2 separate regions of the Ovis aries genome follow, and region 2 is linked to region 1. The links are chromatin contacts, called in public Hi-C maps. All regions are on one chromosome and are shown on one strand. The core of a region is the stretch at or near the end of the contact, and the rest is flanking DNA. Distances in the headings are between cores, read along the strand shown. Region 1 has its middle 15 kb from the start of SMNDC1. Region 2 has its middle 34 kb from the start of RBM20.

Region 1 (6,023 bases), core at 1,674-4,173:
GAGTTAGCAACTGAGCATGAGCCTGAAGGGCAATCTCTAAGGGGAGGACATCCTCCCTTTGCCTGCGGTACACAGAGGGAAGATCTGGAGATGAACTGATCACTACCTCTTGTGGTTACCATTCACACACTCACAGATTGACACTCAGTAAGTCATTGGTTTTCCCTTCCTTAAATTCCATTCATTTATTAAAATCATGATTTCCTAGCCCTTCCAGATGGTTACTCCCCATTTGGTCCTCTGCAATTTCCTGTCTTATGCTCTGGAGCCGAGGTATAGTAGTAAGAGCACTGTAGTTTTTCCTCTGAGTCACAGACTTGGGAACAAAGTATTCTTCTTGATGTCACTTGTCATTTCCTTTTTCTTTAGCATCAAAAAGTCACTCTGGTGGTCAGGTGAATTCCTGAGCAGTGACTCTTCGGGACAAGTGTTCCTCTTCTAACTCAGAGTGTTGAACCCAACTACTTAAAGAAGTGGAAACATAAAACTTGCTTCTGTAGAGAAGCTGCTAACCTGGTCCACAAATGCAGTTTTACTCCCACTAGAATACAAAATCCATGAAGACTGAGGTTTTGTTAGGCTGTTATGTCTCCAGTACTTGTACATATAGGCGCTCATATGCATTCATTCATTCAACAAATGCTTATTGACAATTTACTAAATAGGGCATTATGCCAGGTGATACTTGGGATCAAAGGAATAAACACAAGTATGTCTAGGAGGATAATTCAGCCACAATAACAGAACTGTTTTAAACAATTAGGCATTTATTGGTGCGCATATGCGGAAGTCCACATTGAGATCAACTCAGGTTTGTTTTGCTCAACATTACCGATCCAAGATTTTTCACAGATTCATCCTAAACCTTCTTCCCCTCTTCTGGAAAAGGGGGAAAGGGGAGGGAGAGAGAGAAAGACCACAGGGTGGCGGCCAGTAACAAAGATAATAACAGGAGAAAGAGTAAAGAGGAAGACCCTTCCCAGGAGCCTTCAGCACTCTTCTTGCTTCTCAGTGGCCATAACTGGGTCACACACCTGTTCCTGAACCATGGACTTAACCTCATAGACTGTTCAGCCCCTCACCTCACACTGAGGGTGGGGAGGACTTCCCCTGAAGCAAGCGGACTGTGTTGAGGAGGGGCAGCCCTCTAACATACAGAGGTTCTGTTGAAAAGCAAGGGAGTAGGAGCTAGGGGCTGAAGGTGGAGCTAGGAAGCAGCCATAGCATTCAAGCTGTAATTTACAATGAAAGTTAGAGTTTAATAAAAAAAACAAAAGTGCCTGCCAACATATCTCTATAGAGAGCTTCACTGGTGGCTCACACAGTAAAGAGTCTGCCTGCAATGCAGGAGACCGGGGTCCGATCCCTGAGTCGGGAAGACCTCCTAGAGAAGGAAATGGCAACCCACTTCAGTATCCTTCTCTGGAGAATCCCATGGACAGAAGAGCCTGGAGAGCCCCAGTTCATGGGGTTGCAAAGAGTTGGACACCTTTGAGTGACTAACACTTCACTTCACTTCAACATATTAGCTCATGTAATCCCTACAATAATGGCAAAGTGGTAGCTCTCACTCCAGGGGTAAATCAGAATCACCCAGGTAGTGAGCCTGATTCAGAAGGTGTGGTGTGAGACTGGGACATGTGTAATTCCTGAAAGCTGCACAGGTGATCCTGACACCCAGCCAACACCGCACATCAGCACTGTAGGCAAAGCACCAGCACCCCCATAGGTGTGGGAATAAGAATTCGGTGAAATCTCTACCCTGGAAATTGACTAAATGTCAATTGAGAGATTTTGATATAAGTGCCAGAAGAGTTCAGGGGAGGAAAAGCTCCCTCTAAGCCAGTAAGTTGGGGAAGGTTACTAGGAGAGCGTGGGACCTCCAAAGATGAGTAAGACTTGAATAGAGACCCCAGGGAGCAATGTAGCCAGAAGGGAGCAGCATGAACCGGGGTAGAACAAGATGGAACACTTGTCAAATTCGTGTGTCACATTTGTCAGAGGACAGGCTGATCTCTGGTTTGTTGCCAAATTAGTACACGACAAAGGGAAGTTTTCACATTTTTCGAGTTTTCTTGTCTTGAACCAATGATTGAAGAAACTGAGGTTTGTTTCCAGAACTGGGTGAATCAGTGCTATCTGATACTCCTGATACTTTGCTGAAACTATTCCCCAAGCTTCCTCTTTGAACACAAAGGGGATTTTAAGAGGCAATGATTGGGGCTTTCACATACTTGTGTTTTAAAAATCAGAATAATTGTGTGGAAAAACCCTGTGAGATCACCTTTCTGCTCTACCCGAGCTGTGGTGGGGGACGAGGGAGGGGGTGGTACTTAATGATCATCTCAGAGAAGCAGGCATTTCCATTCCTTCTCAAAGCTAACACACATAAACCCAATAAAATCCAGCCAGGCTAGATTAGAAACAACCTGAAGAATATTGAGAACGTTTGTCAGTTGACTGGTAATTGGATTACATTTAAAGATTCAAATAGTGACATATTCAGAATAGAGTCTCCTTTGTCAATTCCCAGGCAAGAGGCTTGGAGCTTTACTGATATCACGGAAGGTGAGTCACACAGCACTGGCTCGCTCAGCAGGACTCAGACAAGCATCACCCACTCACTTGATGGAGGCACCTTGTGCATAGAAACATGAGGACAGAAATTGATTAAAAAAACAATAACACGCTATCATTACTCACTGCTTTTAACAACTTATTTTCCTACTTTGGTACACCTTTGCTGTTTCTACTTCTGCTGCATCTAAATTGTGCTTTAGTGAAGCCTACAGGAGTCTCCCTCGTACTAAAGGAGTTTCTCAGAAATAGAGACTTGGCAACAGACTTGCCATATGTGTCTTGGGCTGGATGCTCTTGAGGAATATTGACTCTCCCAGGGTTCAAGGGCTCTTTCTATGTTATTATTAAATGGATTCAGCGTGAGAACTCAGAGTAGGTCAAGAGGTATTTATAGGGTAATCTTAATATGGTGATTAGCTTTGGCAATGGGAAAAACAGAATATGTGTACACTTTTCAAGTAGAGGTCATATGATAAACTTTGTAAGAGAATGGTTATTGTCTGGGAGCTCCCAGGAAGAGAACGCCAGGCCACAGAGGGCAGGAGTGGCATAAGCCAGTGAGGGCAGTGTGAGAGCTGGCTCACCTGACTCCAGCTCTGTACCCACCCAGCTCTGGAAGATAGAAGGCGGAGTGGCAGCAAGAGCAGGGATGTTCGAGAGGACAGCTCAGGCGGGGATGGCACAGAGGCATCTCTTCAAAATTAATCACGACTCACACCTGTTCAGCATGGTGAGCCAAATCTTTCCACAGGTTCCATCTTTCCTGGTTCAAGTTGGTCTCTAAGTTCAGAGAATCACTTTCTTAGTATCAGTTTTACAGTTTTCTCTTCATGGTGAATCTGAAATCAATAATGCTGATGAGCTGGAAATGACCGCAAGCGAAATACAATGTTTGGAAGACATTTGGACCTTGTTTAGGCAGATGAGTTGCTTAAACCCAACCCATTCTAGATAGACCCATATGCTGCTACTGCTACTGCTAAGTCGCTTCAGTCGTGTCCAACTCTGTGCGACCCCATAGACGGCAGCCCACCAGGCTCCCCCCGTCCCTGGGATTCTCCAGGCAAGAACACTGGAGTGGGTTGCCATTTCCTTCTCCAATGCATGAAATGAAAATTGAAAGTGAAGTCACTCGGTCGTGTCCAACTCTTAGTGACCCCATGGACTGCAGCCTACCAGGCTCCTCTGCCCATGGGATTTTCTAGGCAAGAGTACTGGAGTGGGGAGCCATTGCCTTCTCCAGACCCATAGGGGGGTCTACTAAATCTAGGTTAGACGAAAAGACCCAAGAAATATGAATGATGGGCATGAATATCCTTCTTCCTCCTCTTCCCCAGTGTTTTCATGTTTCTGTTGGGTTATTTATCTGTTTTCTTAATGATACACAGGATTTTTTTTAAGTCACTTCTGACTCTTTGTGACCCCATGGACTGTATAGTCCATAGAATTCTCTAGGCCAGAATACTTGAGTGGGTAGCCTTTCCCTTCTCCAGGGGATACTCCCAACCCAGGGATTGAACCCAGGTCTCCCGCACAGAAGGCAGATTCTTAACAGCTGAGCCACAAAGGAAGCGATACACAGGATTTAAAAAAAAATATTCTGCAAATATTTTCTTGTGGCCTGCGGCTTGTCTTTAACTTTGTAATGCTACTTTTGGTTGTACGCATGATTTAAATTTTAATACAGTCATACTTTTTCAATCTTTTTGAGAATGAATTAACAGATTATTTTTAGGTGTATGTGCTGGAGGAGGAAGTTATCAAAGAAAATTCTTGACAAATGACCTTTCTTTTCTCTGTAAAATAAATAGAATCAACTCTTAATAGATAGCTGCAGAGTCCTTAAGCTTCCTCCTTCAGCCAACACATATGAACTGAGTCTACAGCAGATGCCTAGACCTGGGAGTTGGCCAGGTTGGGGGCATGGAGGCAGGGGGATGAGATGGGATTTCATACATGGAACCCTGCCTTACTAGAGCTTATCATCAGAGGACTAATGTGTGTTAGATTGTGTAGCTTTGATATACTTCAGTAGAACCTCAGAGGAAGGAGAAATGTCGATAAGATTGAGTGATTGTATATGGACTGGATCTATCAGGGAACATCATACGTCAGCTTTCTTGACTTCCTGATGGTGGCGGTGGTTTAGTCGTTCAGTCACGTCTGACTCTTTGTGACCCCATGGACTGTAGCCCACCAGGCTCCTCTATCCATGGAATTCTCCAGGTATGAATACTGGAGTGGGTTGTCATTTCCTTCTCCATAAACTAAGAATCGCAGAATCTCAGAACTGAAAGGAAAAATGGAAATGGAGGCTGGACAAAGTTAAGGTCTTCCTGCCGAAGGCCTCACAGCTAGTGAGAGGCAGGATCCACACTAGAACTACAGATCCTAGGTCCAGGGTGCTGTTTTACCTGCCAGTGAAGCAAGCTGTCGTGTTTTCCTTTGATCATAAAACAGAGATCCGAGAGCAATGCCAAAGAAAAACCAAGTCAAACAAGACAGGGCATCAATTACAACCAAAACAAGCCCACGGCCATTTACTCTGGGCTCGCAAACTGCTAGAAGCAGCTGTTATATTCACATCAAATGATTGTCTTATGAGGATACAGCAAATATGTTATCTTTTTTTCTTTTTTAGATGGGACAGAAAAAAGTAAAGCAGCTTAACCTGGGCCACTTTACAAGTCACAGCAAAAATGAGAGTAAATAAACATGTGCTCTGTGTTCAATATTTTTCTCTTCATAAACCATAAAACAAATGGCCACATATATCTGTAAACTGTAGTCACTTTCTCGTATCAGTTACAGGAGTCTTGCTCGTCCACACTCAGGTTAATTGGTTCTATTCACTCCGCCTGTGGAGCAAGCATCAAATTAGGCACCAACTCGGTAACACTGAAAACAACAACAAAAAAGAGAGATACTTTGATTGCTCATAATCAAGCAATTACAGTCAGGTTTTTCCTACCTAGATACTTAGCAGCAAACACAAAAGTAAAAATCACTTTCAACTCCCTGCAAAGAGACACATCATTAATTAGGATCAATCAGAAGTTTCTCTCCATCAAGAAAATGCCTCAAAATATTAATTCCTTATATCTTACTGTAGTAATAATCATATGTGGCAACTGATATTATGGGTCTATGTGTCAGAGAAATACCACAATGCTAATTACAAGAAATCTTTAGGATGCTCTCCAAAGTCAAATATAATGTTCACTGCTATCAAAAGTTTGCTTTTGATATCAAACTCCATGTTTCTCAAGGAGACCGAATTCTACTAGTCCCAGGCACACCTTGCCAAATGTAGACAATGCAAAGAACAAGATTAACCACTGTCCCTTAGACACGATGTCCTGTGTGTGTGCATGGTGAGTTGCTTCTTTAATGTCCCTATAGAGTAGCCCGGCTGGCTCCTCTGGCCATAGGTTCTCCAGGCA
Region 2 (6,023 bases), core at 1,523-4,022, 260 kb before region 1:
GTGCAAGAATAGATTGTGGAGATCCCAGAAAAGGGGCCTGACTTGCTGAGACTGGAGAATCTTTTCAGCCTTGAAGAACAAATAAAACTCTTACCCTCGTACCCTGCCTTTGCAGTAGTAAAATCTTGGTGATCTAGAACTATTCTTAGTTCCCTCAACTTCCAAGTCCTCCTCTACCTCAAACGTCTCATGTTACTGCTTTAAAAACCCTCTTATACCTACAAAGTAAAGAACAACTAGGTGCATTTGAGAACCAAGAGAGGAAAGGGACAGTGTGGGGAGGGGCGTGGAATCACAGTCCTACCCTTCAGGATGCACGGGGTTGAACCCAGGCTCTCCTCCAGGAAAGCTGAGGTCTCAGGGGCATGGGGAGGAGGAGGGCTAGTGGTGGTGGCAAAGCTCAATGTGCAATCTTTGCCTTTTTAATACTGGGAGCTGAGAATAGGGTTGGGGACTTGAGAGGAATTGACAGTTAACTGCTAGAGAACTTCAGAATCAAAAGCACTTAGCCAGTATGCGCCTCTGCAAAAGATGTGTGTGTGGTACAGACTGTGGGGGAAGTTTTGGATCTGCAATTGCTTCCCGGGAACCATCTGAAGCTAGGGACTGCAGAACCCAGGATTGCGTTTCAACGAAGCTTTTTGCTTTTGTGGCCTGGCATCTCTGGGAGATGGGCTGGGGGTGGGGAATGAACGTAGCTGCAGGAAAAAAAAAAAAAAGCTCTGTGAATACACCTCAGATTTATAGACAGGTCGGAAACCACCTGGCCCAGAGGTGCTTTCACCCTGCTTTGTGGGAGGCCATTCTGCCAGTGTCGGTACCAACTTTGAGTTTTTAAAAGGGAGTCAGAGAGAAGGGATCTAGCGAAATAGGAGAGAGCAGGGCTCTCTACTCAGCTCCACCACTTTCTCTTTTCTTTTTTTAAATATTTATTTGGCTGCGTCACGTCTTAGTTGCAGCATGCAAACTCTTTAATTTTGCGGCACGTGGAATCTAGTTCCCTGACCACAGACTGAACCCAGGCCCCCTGCTTTGGAAGCACAGTCTTGGCCACTAGACCACCAGGGGACTCCCCCCACCTCTAACAGGAATTTTTCAGCAAGTTACTTCACCCTTATGGAAGCTTCCTTTTGTGCAGACTAGTTACCACCACCCGCCTCAAATTTATTGCCCTTAAGTGAGATGATAAAAGGGTCTATCTGGTATTTGTTGTTGTTTAGTCGCTAAGTCGTGTCTGCCTCTTTTTTGTGACCTCATGAACTACTGTAGCCCACCAGGCTCCTCTGTCCAAGTGACTTCCCAGGCAAGAATACTGGAGTATTCTTGTATTTCTTCCTCCCGGGGATCTTCCAGACCCAGGAATCAAACCCATGTCTCCTGCATTGGCAGGTGAATTATTTACCACTGAGCCACCAGGGAAACCCCTGTCTAGTATAGTAGGTAATTAGTTACTATTATTAACTCACACAAAGTTAAACTGTATAAATTCAATTCATGGCAAAGATGCTTCTGTCCCAAGGGATCAAGATGACCACCTGAAATCAAACTTTTTTTTTCCCCCCCACTGTGTTGCTTGCAGGATCTTAGTTCCCTGACCAGATATCGAACCCAGGGCCCCGGCAGTGAAAGTACTGAGTCCTAACTATTGGACCGCCTGGTAAGTCCCCAAACAATTCTTTTTAATATCCAGCCAAGGACAGAGGTTAGACAGCAGACACTCCAGGATTATGTCCACAAAAGAAAGAAAGCAAAACGTCACTGGGAAGACCTCGTTGGCATGCAGCTTCAGTTGTTTCTCTTTCTTGAAGGTTCCAGAGCTTTAATCTCACACTTGAGATGAAAGACAAGACATTCTTACCTCAGAAGTAAAAGACCATGTTGCTTATTTCTCTACTTGTACCTTAAAAACTCCAGGTCACTGTAAGGCCACGCTAGCGCCAGTTATTTGCATCAGAGTCATAGATGTAGCTTTAGCGGGGGCCAAGGTTAAGGTCACTGTTTGACTCCAGCTGAGGAACAGAAGGCAGGGCCGTGCGTGTGCACAAGCAGGCACACATGCTCCCTCACACCTGCTTCCCAAGAGGATGAACACTTTACTCTTCAGCAGTATGGAAACTGGACTTCTGGGAAAATCCGTAAGAGGGATAATAGTACTTTCTCCAAGGCTACTGGAGTGCTAAGAAGGTTTCTTAGAAAACCAACCAGCAAGTATTGTCATCATTCTGTGAAAGAATGTAAGAGACCCTGATTCTGACTCAGAGTTGTGTTGGAGGGATGATGATGAAATGGTAGACTGAAATGCAATGTCATAGGTGAAGCTGTTTACATTAAGGGATGCAAGGTGAAAGTCAGCAGCAGCAAACAGGGGAAACAAAGACAGTCTCTTCTGGGTCTACAGGATTCAGAAGTCACAAACAGAAAAAAAATCTGCTTTGAGGAGAAACAAGTAGGGCTATTGCAAGAAGGGGTTGCCATTTTGTTAACAAGATTCTGTTAAGTATCTGCAGCATAGCTTTCTAAATAGCAACAATACAACCTATTGCAAGCACTAGCCACCTTGGCTGAAGGCATCCAGTTTATGACTGAACTGCAAGCAGTTAACACTTAGCTCAAACTTCTGCAACAGGGAAATCTCAAAAATAGCACACCTCAACCTTCTCATTGCTCCTGAAACTCTAGTAATTAAGGAACTGAAGAGGAAACTAGTTTGAAAACTATAGACTGAAAAAAGGAGGCGTTGGCATGTGGGAAGGGCCCCCTCTAGTGGTTCTGGAAATAAATGAACTAATTTGGGATTTAGAATATCAGGAGCAAAGCACAGCTGCAGCAAACCTCTAACTTACCAAAAATCTTACGCAATCATTATTTCTAATTCTGAGGTGGCATGACAGATTCCTATTTTAAAAAGAAAACCTCTCCTAGCAGGTTTCTGCCTTAGAAGCAACATGATCCCTTCCCTATGTTACACAATAACCGCTTCTGTGGCCTTCAGTTCAGTTGCAGTTCAGTTCAGTCGCTCAGTCGTGTCCGACTCTTTGCAACCCCATGAACGGCAGCACACCAGGCCTCTTTGTCCATCACCAACTCCCGGAGCCAGGCAACATGCCAGGCACTGGTCTAAACCACACAGAATCCATAAAAGATAACATTCAAATGCTAACAGACTTATACCAGCCAATGTGATGACTTGGGGGAGTAAATATATCCACGTTTCCCTTGAAACCCTAATCTCTATGCTGCCTCATATCCCTGTGCAGTTACTGGCTGCTACAAGGGCTCTTACACCCAGGAGACTCTCTGTCTCTAGGAAGGGGAGACCAAGTGCCACAAGGTGGCAGATTTATGGAGCAACACTGGCATCTTTCATGCAGAGAAGACTGGCAGCCAGGAGTAACCCAGCCCCCTAGGATGTTCAGGGAGACAAGAGATCAGAGTGCACCCAAATAGGTGAGAGCTAAAGGAAAGGGGAGAAGGGTAGGGAGGGGACGGTTTTGATCAAACAGAAGATGGTGGTGACTCACCCTTTGAAATCCGTTACTGGGTGTAACATGGAGAACCAATCAACACTGTACAGAACAGCTCCCCTATTTTCAGTTAACCAGGGAGGACAAAGAGCTAATCATTCCATATTTCATGTGTTTAAAAAAGGTGCAAAAAATTAAACAGTTTTCTATCCTGAGAAAATTAAATTCCAGGGTTCTGGGTAAAAATGCTCATTTTGGGGGTTTTGTTTTTGGCACTGTTGCTGAAACAATCTAAGCATCCAACAGGAGATATTTAAGTAAATTAGGGTACTTCTGACAGAATTTTGTGGCTATTAAATTTTGTTTCTGAAGAGATTAAAGAGGAATGTTTCATATTGTATTACTAACTAAAAAGTTCAGGATATAAAATTATATACCCAGTATAAGCCTAACTGTAAAATTTTGCATGAAAATTTGAAAGAAATGCCCAAAAATGTTAATTGTGGAAGTCTGGCTGGTAAGGTGACCTAAAAATGCCATATTCTTCAAAACTACATGTAACATACACACTCTTCCAATCTATTAGTACTTTGTAAATAATAGTAAAATCTCAGAGTGGAAAAGTCAGAACAGAGAGAAACCCTTTTTCGATTTATGAATCACTGGCTAATTCCTTTGGTGAATTTCTGTCCTTCCTCTGAGTTTCTGGGTTAGCCAAATATTCCAGGATTTTCACATTTTTCTGTTCATTAAGAATAATTTATGAGGAACTCCCTAGTGGTCCACTAGGTTAGGACTCCATCCTTCTACTGTCAGGGGCCCAGGTTCAATCCTTGGTCAGGGAACTAAGATCCTATAAGGTGTGTAGAGAGAGACCAAAAAATTACATAATATAAAAATGATGAGATATAGAAAGGAAAATGGGTTTTACATTTATATTGTTTCACTGTTTAGGTGCTTACTGTTATAAACTCACTTAAGTCTCATTTACACTCTTGGGGAGATGCTTAAGATGAGCAAGTTCTAGAATGATGCCATGCCTATAACATCCCTGCTAAATTCTTGACTATGGAGGCTTGATTATATCAGGGCCAAGTTATAGATCATAAACTATATACCACTCAGTCTCCATTTGTTGCTGTTTAGTCTCTCAGTCAAGTCCGACCCTTTGCAACCCAATGAACTGCAGCTCGCCAGGCTTCCCTGTCCTTCACTATCTCCCAATTTTGCTCAAACTCATATCCATTGAGTCGGTGATGCCATCCAACCATTTCAACTTTTGTTGCCCCCTCCTCCTCCTGCACTCAACCTTTCCCTGATGCTTGGACTTGTCCAATGAGTCGGTTCTTCAATGTCCATTCAGTTCAGTTCAGTCACTCAGTCGTGTCCGACTCTTTGTGATCCCATGAATCGCAGCACGCCAGGCCTCCCTGTCCATCACCAACTCCCGGAGTTCACTCAGACTCATGTCCATTGAGTCGGTGATGCCATCCAACCATCTCATCCTTTGTCATCCCCTTCTCCTCCTGCCCCCAATCCTTGTAAGAATCAGAGTCTTTTCCAATGAGTCAACTCTGCATGAGGTGGCCAAAGTACTGGAGTTTCAGCTTTAGCATCATTCCTTCCAAAAGAAATCCCAGGGCTGATCTCCTTTAGAATGGACTGGTTGGATGTCCCTGCAGTCCAAGGGACTCTCAAGAGTCTTCTCCAGCACCACAGTTCAAAAGCATCAATTCTTCGGTGCTCAGCTTTCTTCACAGTCCAACTCTCACATCCATACATGACCACTGGAAAAACCATAGCCTTGACTAGATGGACCTTAGTCAGCAAAGTAATGTCTCTGCTTTTCAATATGCTATCTAGGTTGGTCATAACTTTTTTTCCAAGAAGTGTCTTTTACTTTCATGGCTGCAGTCACCATCTGCAGTGATTGTAATGAATATTCCTGGGGACATGCTTAAGAAACATTTTAGGAATGTTAGAAGGATACTGTGCTTACATAACCCTTTGAATGGGGTCTTAGAATTCTATTTCTTGAACCAAATTCTCTCTTAGGAAGATCAGTTATATTATGGTAAAATATAAACAATCTACTGTACCTGTGTGCGCTCAGTCTCTCAGTTGTGTCCAACTCTTTGTGGGCTCATTGACTGTAGCCCACCAGGTGCCTCGGTCCATGGAGATTTTCCAGGCAAGAATACTGGAGGGGTTGCCATTTTCTACTCCAAGGGATTTTCCTGACCCAGGGATCAAACCTGTGTCTCTTGCACACAATGTATTGTATCCCCCCAACCCCCATGAGCAAATGCACACATTTAAGTTCCAACCCCACTACCTCCAAATATCACTGTTTCGGAGACAGGACTTTTAAAGAGGTGATCAAGTTACAGTAAGGCTGGAAAGAGTGGGCCCTAGTCCAATCTGACTGGAGGCCTTAGGAGGAAATTTCCTCAAGTGGAAATCTGGACAAATGAGTTTATTTCTTTTAAATGTTATGCTTCTTCTTATCATAAGAAAGTAAAAAGACAAGGACTGGGAAAAAATATCTACAAGTCACAC

The links. A called contact is a pair of places that touch in the nucleus more often than the background predicts.
Region 2: a contact with region 1 is called in a Hi-C map of mixed tissues, with 3 times the contacts expected there. The contact joins two enhancer-like sites. A contact is called at or near these places in 2 of 16 Hi-C or Micro-C datasets (mixed tissues and skin fibroblasts).

What each region holds. Positions count from the first base shown.
Region 1 is chr22:30,432,936-30,438,958 of ARS-UI_Ramb_v3.0, reverse strand. No RefSeq gene overlaps it. Among named protein-coding and RNA genes, the nearest start is that of SMNDC1, 15 kb to the right of the region's middle. Within about 2 kb of position 2,923, at least 3 of the 54 cell types and tissues checked have an H3K27ac peak or open chromatin away from gene starts, as enhancers often do.
Region 2 is chr22:30,690,305-30,696,327 of ARS-UI_Ramb_v3.0, reverse strand. No RefSeq gene overlaps it. Among named protein-coding and RNA genes, the nearest start is that of RBM20, 34 kb to the left of the region's middle. Within about 2 kb of position 2,772, at least 7 of the 54 cell types and tissues checked have an H3K27ac peak or open chromatin away from gene starts, as enhancers often do.